2 separate regions of the Sus scrofa genome follow, and region 1 is linked to region 2. The links are chromatin contacts, called in public Hi-C maps. All regions are on one chromosome and are shown on one strand. Each heading gives the region's core, a stretch centred on a gene start, on an enhancer-like site or on the middle of the called end of the contact. The rest is flanking DNA. Distances are from core to core; before and after follow the strand shown. Region 1 overlaps ZBTB16 (zinc finger and BTB domain-containing protein 16). Region 2 holds the start of ZBTB16 (zinc finger and BTB domain-containing protein 16).

Region 1 (4,510 bases), core at 1,133-3,632, 110 kb before region 2:
CTCAACTCTCCCCCACCTTGTAGGGGTGGGGCCCACTCGGCCTTGCTGGGGGCTCACATCATCCTCTTAGCCAGACCGACAGCCCCTTGCAGGTTAAGGGCCCCAGCTGCAGCCCCTCTGTCTGTCCTGCCAGGCTTTGCACCAACTGGCCCTCAGTTGATACTGGCTAACTGATGAACTCATCCATGAAGGATTTTCTCCCCCAAAGAGAGCCACATCTCATCACCCAGGACAGTCATTGAGGTTTTCCTTCTCCATCTGGTTCCCATTTGGTTGATGTTCTGATCCCCAGAGAAGGCTCCAGCCTCCCCAGTGCGTGCCTGGGGAAGATGAGGTTGTTGGAGAACAGACAGAACGAGCCTCATGCCAAGTGGTCCAGCTTGCCCGGACAGGTTCCAAAGGTCAGGGAGGCTGGAATCTTCCTGCCGCATCCCACCCCAGGACACTGAAGTCTGAAGGGCTGGTGACACCCCTAGCTGCCAGAGCGCCCACCTTTCTGGGATGCAGCACTGGCCAGCTGGCCCCTTCACTCTGATTCAGCATCACAGAGCAGAGGGCCTCCTCCTAAGGAACAGAGCACCCAGCTGGGTCCCCATGTGGGAAACCACAGGCAGCTCTCTGGTGCAGCCCCTCCTCTCTGTGTGGGACAGTTATGGACACATAAAAAAATAGCCAGGCTCTCACCTGGGTGGGAGGGCCAATTACTCACTACAGACCCTCTAGCGACACTCCCAGAACTACCCTTCCCCCTGCCCTTAAGGCAAGAGGGAGGAGTAATGGTCGCCATGGCAGCTACAACTGAACACACATGACTAGGGAAGAGCAGGAAGAGGCTAAGTCACACACCTGCTCTTGGCCACCCAGGTACAAGGCCCTGAGCAGTAGCCCATGCGCCCATCCCACCCCCAGGACCCCCAGGGACAGAGCCTCACTGATTCTCCCTGTCTCAGCCCCCAGGCACTGAGACACTGGCTGTCTTTACACACAGGAAAGCAAGCCTCTGGGCCAGCACAGCCGTGCCACATACTAGAAAAGTAAGAGCTCAGAGAGCAGAGAGCCCTGGCTAGGAATCCAGCTTCGCCGCTCCTGGCTGTGTGACCTTACACAAGCTACTGCAATGCTGGAAGCCTTACTTGTAAAACAGAATCAGCATAACTACCACCAAGGTCAACATGAGAAAAGTGAGTTTAGACCTGCAGCAGGCCAAGCACCGGGCCTGGACCACAGTAGGCATCCAATTACGTAGTGATTTTTGTCTTCTCCCCTCAGCCAGACCGTGCGTCCAGAGCCATTCATTTATTCAACAGTATTTACTGAGAGCCTGCTGTGTGTCAGGTCTTGGAGATGCCACGGAGCACACACCGATAAGGTCCTGCCTCCACTCCTGTCCTTTAGTCTAGACAGCTGGCCCTTGGGGCTGCAAGGATGCAGGGTGGCGCTTCAGGGGCAATTCCCCATCAGGTGCCTCGAGACATACTGGTCCACTCAGCCATTAGTTTATTCCAAAAACAACTGAGTTGTAACCACCTTGCAGGTCACTCCGCTAGGAAGTATGGGAGACATGGAAATAAATCACACGTTCTGAAAAAGCTGAGAGTCTAGGAGGCGAAAAAGGACAAGCAAATAAATAGCTATGACACAAAGAAGGTGACAGGTGCCATAAGAGGGGATAGATAAATGGCTACAAGCAATCAGATGGGGGGGCGGCCTCTTGTCCTGCCCAGACAGATGCATCCCATGGCTGAGCCGGCTGACTTTCAAAAGAGAAGAGAAAAAGGCTCACTCGCCTGCCTGGCACACTTCCTAGCATGGGAAGCAGGCGGGATCTATTTAAAACAGCCAGAGGCAGGTTAGAGCCTTTTCTGGCAATTCCCAAAACTCGTGCTTCCTCGAGCTGACTGAGTAGCGGGATAGAACCAATCCTGTCAAAATCCTACAGATCTTTAAAAAAAAAAAAAATCATTTGGATGTTGCCCGGATGATAAAAGAACGCTGCCATTCAAAGGGAGGATCCGTGTGGGGAGGAAGGTGGGGCTGGTGGGGGACAGGAGGAGGGGATGGGAAAAGGGGGGAACGCCCCCCAAATATGGATCAGGGCAACGAGCAAAGGAAATTTATGCATTGTCGTGGCTTTACTACCTAATTAATTCGGTAATTTCAAAAACAATTTTATTTATGTTCCATTTACCACATCAAAAGTTAAAAAAAAAAAAACATACTGATGCTAAAATAATACCTCAAGGCGTCTATTTTTAATCAGTTTTAAAGGGGGGGGGTGAAAAAAAAAAGCAGCCCTAGGTTTCTATACAATCTCTCCCGGGCAGACCACCAACCCTCAGAGAGAGAGAGAGAGAGAGAACACAGCCAAGCCCTCTGTGAGAGCCTTCCTGGCTGCTGTACACCGAGCTTGTCAAAAAAAACAAATCCATAATGGCCCGAGGCTCCTCTCCAATCTATTTTCTGCTCAGCTGGTTTTAAATGAAGTTATTATGAGTCATTAAAACACCCGCAAGCCAGTGGAAGTCAGCCAATTACAATTTTAAATTTAGCCTGTTCTCTGCCCCATTCTCTTGTTTTCTTCCTTTGCCCACAGAATACTGCTGCTGTTATTTCTTCCCTCCCCTCCTCTGCCCAAAGTGGAAGAGACAGTTATGAAAATGCAGAGTCTTGCACGGAACGCAGAACCATTCACACGAAACGCGAATTATTGAATTACAAAATGCAAAACTTCTGCCCCCTCCAAAGCCAACCCATGCCTCCACCTCAGCGCCCTGGATCCCTCAAAATGCCAGGCTCTGCCCTAGAGGTCACAGGGCCGTCTTTAACATGAAAAGGTTCTCGAGTGGGGCCCTGTTGAGTGGGGTCCTGTTGAGGTCCACCCCTCGCACAAAATCAGCGTGTTCACGGTTGAATCCAAGAGGGGGAGAAACGGCTATCCGAGAATTCATAACAAACAATGAAGTTGAAATGCAAAGGTAAGGCAGGCTTCGCAATCAAGCATGAATGTCGAGGGAAGTCACTAGATATGATGAGCTCATTTAGTTTTTAAATCTGCAAGGTAATGGTCTGTGTGGAGCCATTACAGCAAAAGGAACAATTTTGAGTATTTCATGTAAACGCTTCTTCTCAATCTCTTTCTTTCATGTGTGCACACACAAACACACACACGCACACACAGCTGCCCCTCCTTAGTGGGAACAGAACCGTAGCTTTCCCACATCTTCCAAGAAGTAAGTAGCCTCCTTCCCAAAAAACCGCCCAATTCCATTTGCTCCCCTGACCCTAATTAATGGATGAGTCTGGAAGGTCAGCAGAACAGACCCCTGAACCTCTAGGTACACGTCCCATCACCTCCAGGACCCCTCACCCTCCTGTTCCACATACACAGCATTATACACGCATACGTCTCACACACACACACATGCACAGAGTCACACACATGCACAGTCTCACATTCTCTCTCTTTCACACACACACACACACACACACACACACACACACACTCATAGACCATGAGAAGACCAGCGCTCTGCCTCCATCCGACACAGCTCTACAGCCCAGGCAGACGGGGCACCTGGGAAAGGCATGGCCATCGTGTTGTTTTGCAGAGAGTCCGTGCAGGGCAGCATGGAGGCCGGACGCCGCCATGTGTACTGATCTACCTGGCAGCTCTGGGTGAGGTGGGACTCAGGGTTGGTCTGTGGCTCCCAACCAGACGCACTAAGAAGAGAGAAAAAAATCCAGGGGCATCGACGTCCAGTGGCAGTTTACCAAAGATGGGAGGATTGGTCCTGCCCTTTGGAGAATGCAAACCTGAGGTCTGCATGGCTGCCCCTCGTTCTGAGGGTCCTCAGAGCACAGCAGATGTCACCATCCCAGCCTTAGCGTTGAATCTCCCCACCCGGTTGCTCCAACTGTGGGGGCCTCAACCGGCTGCTCTTCACTCTGTTTATTTAGGCCCCATTCATGAAGCTAATAAAGCAGGTGCTTCAGCGCCCGGCCCCCCTCCCCCACATTGGGAAGGGCTCTAGCATTTGATATCCATAATCTTTTTCTGAAAGAGGGCACCCCAATTCATGAAAGCTCCACCAAACCCAGACCCTGCCCAGAAGTACAAACACTTTAGTATCTACAAGCACTTTTCAAAAGCTTTCTAGGAGCCGGGCACCAGAACAGGCCACAGGTCCTTGAGGGTGACACACCCCTAGGTGCCTGACGGCTCCATACGCAGGTGCACGGTCACAGGCCTCTGAAAGCACAGTGCCAGCAAAACATGCTCTTTAGCCTCAAAGTCCAATAAGGATCTTGCAAACCCTAACCCCGCTCATCCACTCGCCTGTGCTCAGCTCAAACATCCAGGGATCCAGAGAAAGGAGGAACCAGGCCAGAGAAAGCCCCCTCTGGTCTCCAAGAGGCAAAGGGGCAGGAGCACACAAGGATCAGGATGCCAAGAGCATTCCTGAGTCCTCCCCAGGCTTCTGGGCCAGAGTGACATTTCGTCCCCCACCCC
Region 2 (4,187 bases), core at 1,089-3,588:
GCAGTTACTGATGCTGGACATGGCTTGGAGGTGCAAGAAGTGATACTGACAACAGTATCTATGGTGTGAGTTTTGATGAATACGAAGGGAAGACAGGGCTGGAGACAAAGGCGTCTCCCAAAGAACCGCCTGGGATCAGTAACAGGGCTGTGGGACTCCCAAACGTGTCTAAAGAGTGTCAGAAAGACCTCGCAGGCCCAGGTCCCTCCCAGCCTCTGCTGTGCTGTGGTCAATACTGCAGTGAAATGACCTGGGAGCAAAGCGGAGCAAGGGCTCTCCCTCTCTCTTGGAACGCTGCTGGCCTTCGCTCCCAAAAGGCGCCCTACTCACTCTATAGCCACAAGTCTTATGCAGAAAGGGTTAACAAGACGACTAATCAAGACACTTTAGCTCCTCACCCTGGGGTGAGAACTGAAGCAGCGGCTGGTGGGGGGGAAACGGCCATTCATGGGCGCCTTGCCACCATGCGCTTTCCAGACTTCGGGATTTCAGAGAACTAGGAGGGGTCAATCCAAAGAACGGAAGCTGGGCTAACCCGAATTCCTTCCCCGACGCAAGCTCCTTGGATCCTGAGGGAAATCAGGGTGCCTCGGTCAGCGGTCCCCGCCACCCGCGGCTTGGCGCCCGCGATCCGGCTGGCGCTGGTTGCAGCGCCCAGCCCTGCGGCGCGAGGGAAAGCCGGCGCTAACCCTCTCGAGCTCCGGGGATCGATCGCGCTCTCATACACCCCTAGCTTTCAGCCACCCCCACGGAGACTTGAAGACTTCAGCAAACTTGGAGAAGCAACTTTTCCGAGGGAGCCAGACGGCAAAGAGAAAGGCAGTCGGGCTAGCAAGAGGGAAAGCGAAAGAGACCCGGACGAAAGGCGAGACTCCGGGCGGGCCGGACGCCTGGGCGAGAGCTGCGAGGAGGCTGACCCGCCCCGCGGCGAAGGAGAAGCACAAAAGCCCGACAGCGAGTTGGGGGAGGAAAGACGAAAAGGGGTCTGCGGGCTCTCCCTCTCCGCCCCAGGGCCGTGACCCCCGGGAGCAATGAGCAAGGTCCCGGGCTTCGGGCTGGTGGCGCCCAGCAGCCGGCGCGCCGGGCCCAAGCACATTGCGAGCGTCCCGGGGAGCTTGGCGAGCGAGTCTCTGCCGAGCGCGTCTGTGCGTTCCAGCGGGTCCGCGGGCCGGCGAGATCGTGCGCATTTCGAGCGCGTGCGGGAGTTCCAGTGGCTCTGCAAGCGAGCCGCAAGCTTGCCGGGGTGAGAAAAGCATCCCGAACGCATCAGGTGCAAAGCCGAGCACCCACCGAGCGCGGCCGGGAGCGCAACTGCGAGCTCCGGCGCCACGGCGGGTCCCGCCGAGAGCCGAGAAGGGCCCGGAGCGCTGGAGACCCTCCAGAGCGCACGGCCACGGTGCCCCTCCCCCCCCAAAAAAAAACCTGGGGCGGGGGGGCTGGTCAACTCTAGTCAGGAAAAAAGAGCCCACCACGTTTTGCAAAGAGAAACAAAACCCAACTGAGTCCCAGTTCTGCTTCCCTTCGCCCTAGATCTACTCCTCGGATCCTCCGATTCTAGCTTCCCAGCCGGCCGGCGAATAAACACACAAATAAACCACAGCCCTATCTCGCGCCCGCGCACCGGTCGGCATACATATGAGCACCCACAGGCTCCCGGCTCCTCCGCTGGCCCCTGGTGGTACAAAGCCTCCCGATCCCCAACCCTCTGCTCGTGCCCTCAGCCCCCGCAGACCGCTCTGCCCCCCACCTCTCGCCCCGACCGTGCCCTGGAGCGGAAGGGTTGGGGACGCAGCTGCGCCCAAGCTGACAGCCGAGGCTCCCGCTTCTAGCCGACCCCCAACCGCCGGTGGCGACGGCCGCAGCAGCAGGAAGGGAACAAGCAGAATAAAACAAGGCAGAAGCCCAACGGCCGAGTGGCCGAAGCGAGCGCGCCCCCCCAGACCTCTCCAGCCCCGGGGCGCCCCGGCGCAAGGCTACAGCTGGGCGGTGCGCCCCTCCCCGGGCCCCCACTCACCGCTGCCGAGCCGGGCGCCGTGGGGTGGGTGTGCGTGCCTCCTCGGGGGGTGTGCCTGTGTCGGGGAGGGGGGTGTTGCTGGGGAACTGTTGCTCTCGGTATCAAGGCGGCAGCGGCGGCATCGCCCGGCAGTTCGCAGTACCCGCTCTCATCGCCCTCAACTCCTCTCTACTGCGAGGTTAGCAAATCACCACCGGCTGCGGCGCCTCCGCCGCGTCCCACGTCAACGCCGAGCCCCCTCCCCTGCGAGGCCCCGGCGCCTCTCCATCTTTAGTGCTGGCGGCCGAGCCCGGCTCCCTGCCCACAGCTGCCCCCCTTCCCTCCCCCCTCCCGCGCTGTCCCCGGACTCAGCCCGCCCACCCCCCGCACTGGCCAAGCCCGCGCGCGCTCCCCGCCCCACCCCTTTCCTCCCCTCCCTTCCCTTCCCTGCGCGCCGCGCTCCGGGCTTTGCCTGACATCTAGCTGCTGCTGGGGCGCCGGCGGCCGCCGCTCACTGGCCAAGCGGAGAGGAACGGAGCTGGCGGAGAGGAGGGTCAGGGACTCGGAAGCCTTAGAGTGGGCAATGGAGGTGAGGGGCGAGGAGCAACCACCCCCCCAGGTTTTTAATTTCCACTGGACACAGGTTTTGTTTTCCCCAGCTGCTCCAAGCTTGGAGTTTTGTCCCTGGCTCCAGTATTTGCCCCTATTCAGTGCGTGTCATCTCGCCTTGCACTTTTTCTAAACGTACTCGGGGTGGCACTGCCTGTACCTCGACATCGGTTTTTGAAGGGCGCTTTACCGGCCTAAGCCCAGGCCTTTTGTGCCTCCGGGTCTTCTGAGCACCCAGACTGCCAGTAGCCTCCAGGCGCAGAGTTCGCGGCCCGGGTAAACCAGATGCTAGAGGGTCCGCGGGCTCTATCGTCGAGGGGCGGTGCCCCATTTTGGCTGTCGCGACCCCTGGAGGCCAAGGTCGAGGTCTGAGAGAAACTTTTCTCCCTCCCAGTCTTGGCCATCCCCTAGCCTTTGCCCTCCAGGGAACCTAGTTGAAAACATTTCCTGAGAACTGCACCCCCTTCAGGGCAAAGTCTTCAGGGGGCGAGTAAAAGCCCGAAGACGATTCAGAACCGCAAGTGGTTCCTCTCATCTGGCTCCTCCACTTTAGAGGATGGGGTTGAGGTCGGTAGCCCCCGGGTAGAGCCACCAGAAGAAATCTCCGGATGCGCAGAGTCCCCTTCTCCGCCCTTTTCCCTAGAGCTTGTTGAAGATAGGGCTCGAGAGGCGCAGTGGGCTAACGTCCAGGAGCGTTGGGGTGAGGGTGATGGCGGAGAGCGCCCTCCCTGGGTCTCCGGAGAGTCAGCCCTGGAGGTCATTCAGCCTTAGCAACGAGGGGCTTCAGTCACTGGGTCCCCACGTTCAGTGCCTTTATCACATCCCCAGGCACATCTCAGACACTGTCCCTAACGGAGAGTCGGGCCCCAGGAATTAAAGAGTCAGGAAGGGTGGCAGAAGCCAATAGAAGCAAAAATCTGCTCTGGCCCCATAAGGCCCCTTGGGGGAGGTTTACATCAGAACTGATCTGGGTTCAAGAGCTGCTAATGGGGTAGTCCCAAGGATAGGCAATTCCATCCCAGCCAGCAGCCCTCTCTGTTCACAAGAAAAGTGCTCAGACCTGCAGGAGTCAGAGGAGAGAAGCAAAGCTGAGGGAGAAGCACACGGTGAGTAAAGGAAGGGAGTCAGTTATCCTGTGAGAGCAGTGAATACAGCAACATCCAACAGATGCCTGGGAAAGCCAGGTCCCTGGGTGTTCTGTTTGATTAACAATAAAGAGCCATCTAGGATATGACTGCTTTCCTAGCTAAGGTCTTTGCAGTCTGTAAGAGGAAAGGGATTTGAAGAAAGTTAAGAAAGAAGTGGTTTGATGAACAACAAGGATTTACTGTATAGCACAGAGAACTATATTCAATACCTTGTAATAACCTATGATGGAAAAGAATCTAAAAATGTGTGTGTGTGTGTGTGTGTGTAAATGGATCACTCTGCTGTACCCTTGAAAACTAGCACAATATTGTAAATCAACTACACTTCAATTTTTAAAAAGAGGGAATGAACTGCTCTGCAAGGAGGGCAAGAGAGGAGGGAAGTAAGAAAATGGGCCTAACACCTCCCCAGGGAAAGAGCAGAAAGAATCATTAAA

The links. Hi-C and Micro-C count contacts between places; a contact is called where the count stands out from the background.
Region 1: a Hi-C map of omental adipose tissue shows a contact between it and region 2, with 2.5 times the contacts expected there. The contact joins the enhancer-like site here to the promoter of ZBTB16 in region 2. A contact is called at or near these places in 4 of 5 promoter capture datasets (fetal liver, fetal skeletal muscle, liver and 1 more), 20 of 47 Hi-C or Micro-C datasets (alveolar macrophages, brain, fetal heart ventricle and 10 more) and 1 of 2 datasets of contacts at active chromatin or transcription factors (skeletal muscle).

Annotation. Positions count from the first base shown.
Region 1 is chr9:41,746,618-41,751,127 of Sscrofa11.1, reverse strand. The region is part of intron 3 of ZBTB16 (zinc finger and BTB domain-containing protein 16); the gene reads right to left. Among named protein-coding and RNA genes, the nearest start is that of ZBTB16, 110 kb to the right of the region's middle. Within about 2 kb of position 2,382, at least 18 of the 83 cell types and tissues checked have an H3K27ac peak or open chromatin away from gene starts, as enhancers often do. A contact at or near this core is called in omental adipose tissue, retroperitoneal adipose tissue, skeletal muscle and 1 more, where this site is marked.
Region 2 is chr9:41,637,687-41,641,873 of Sscrofa11.1, reverse strand. ZBTB16 (zinc finger and BTB domain-containing protein 16) reads right to left here and starts at 2,338. Exons shown (of 7, transcript XM_021062868.1): 1 at 2,015-2,338. LOC106504875 (a long non-coding RNA gene) reads left to right here and starts at 2,403. Exons shown (of 3, transcript XR_002335639.1): 1 at 2,403-3,708.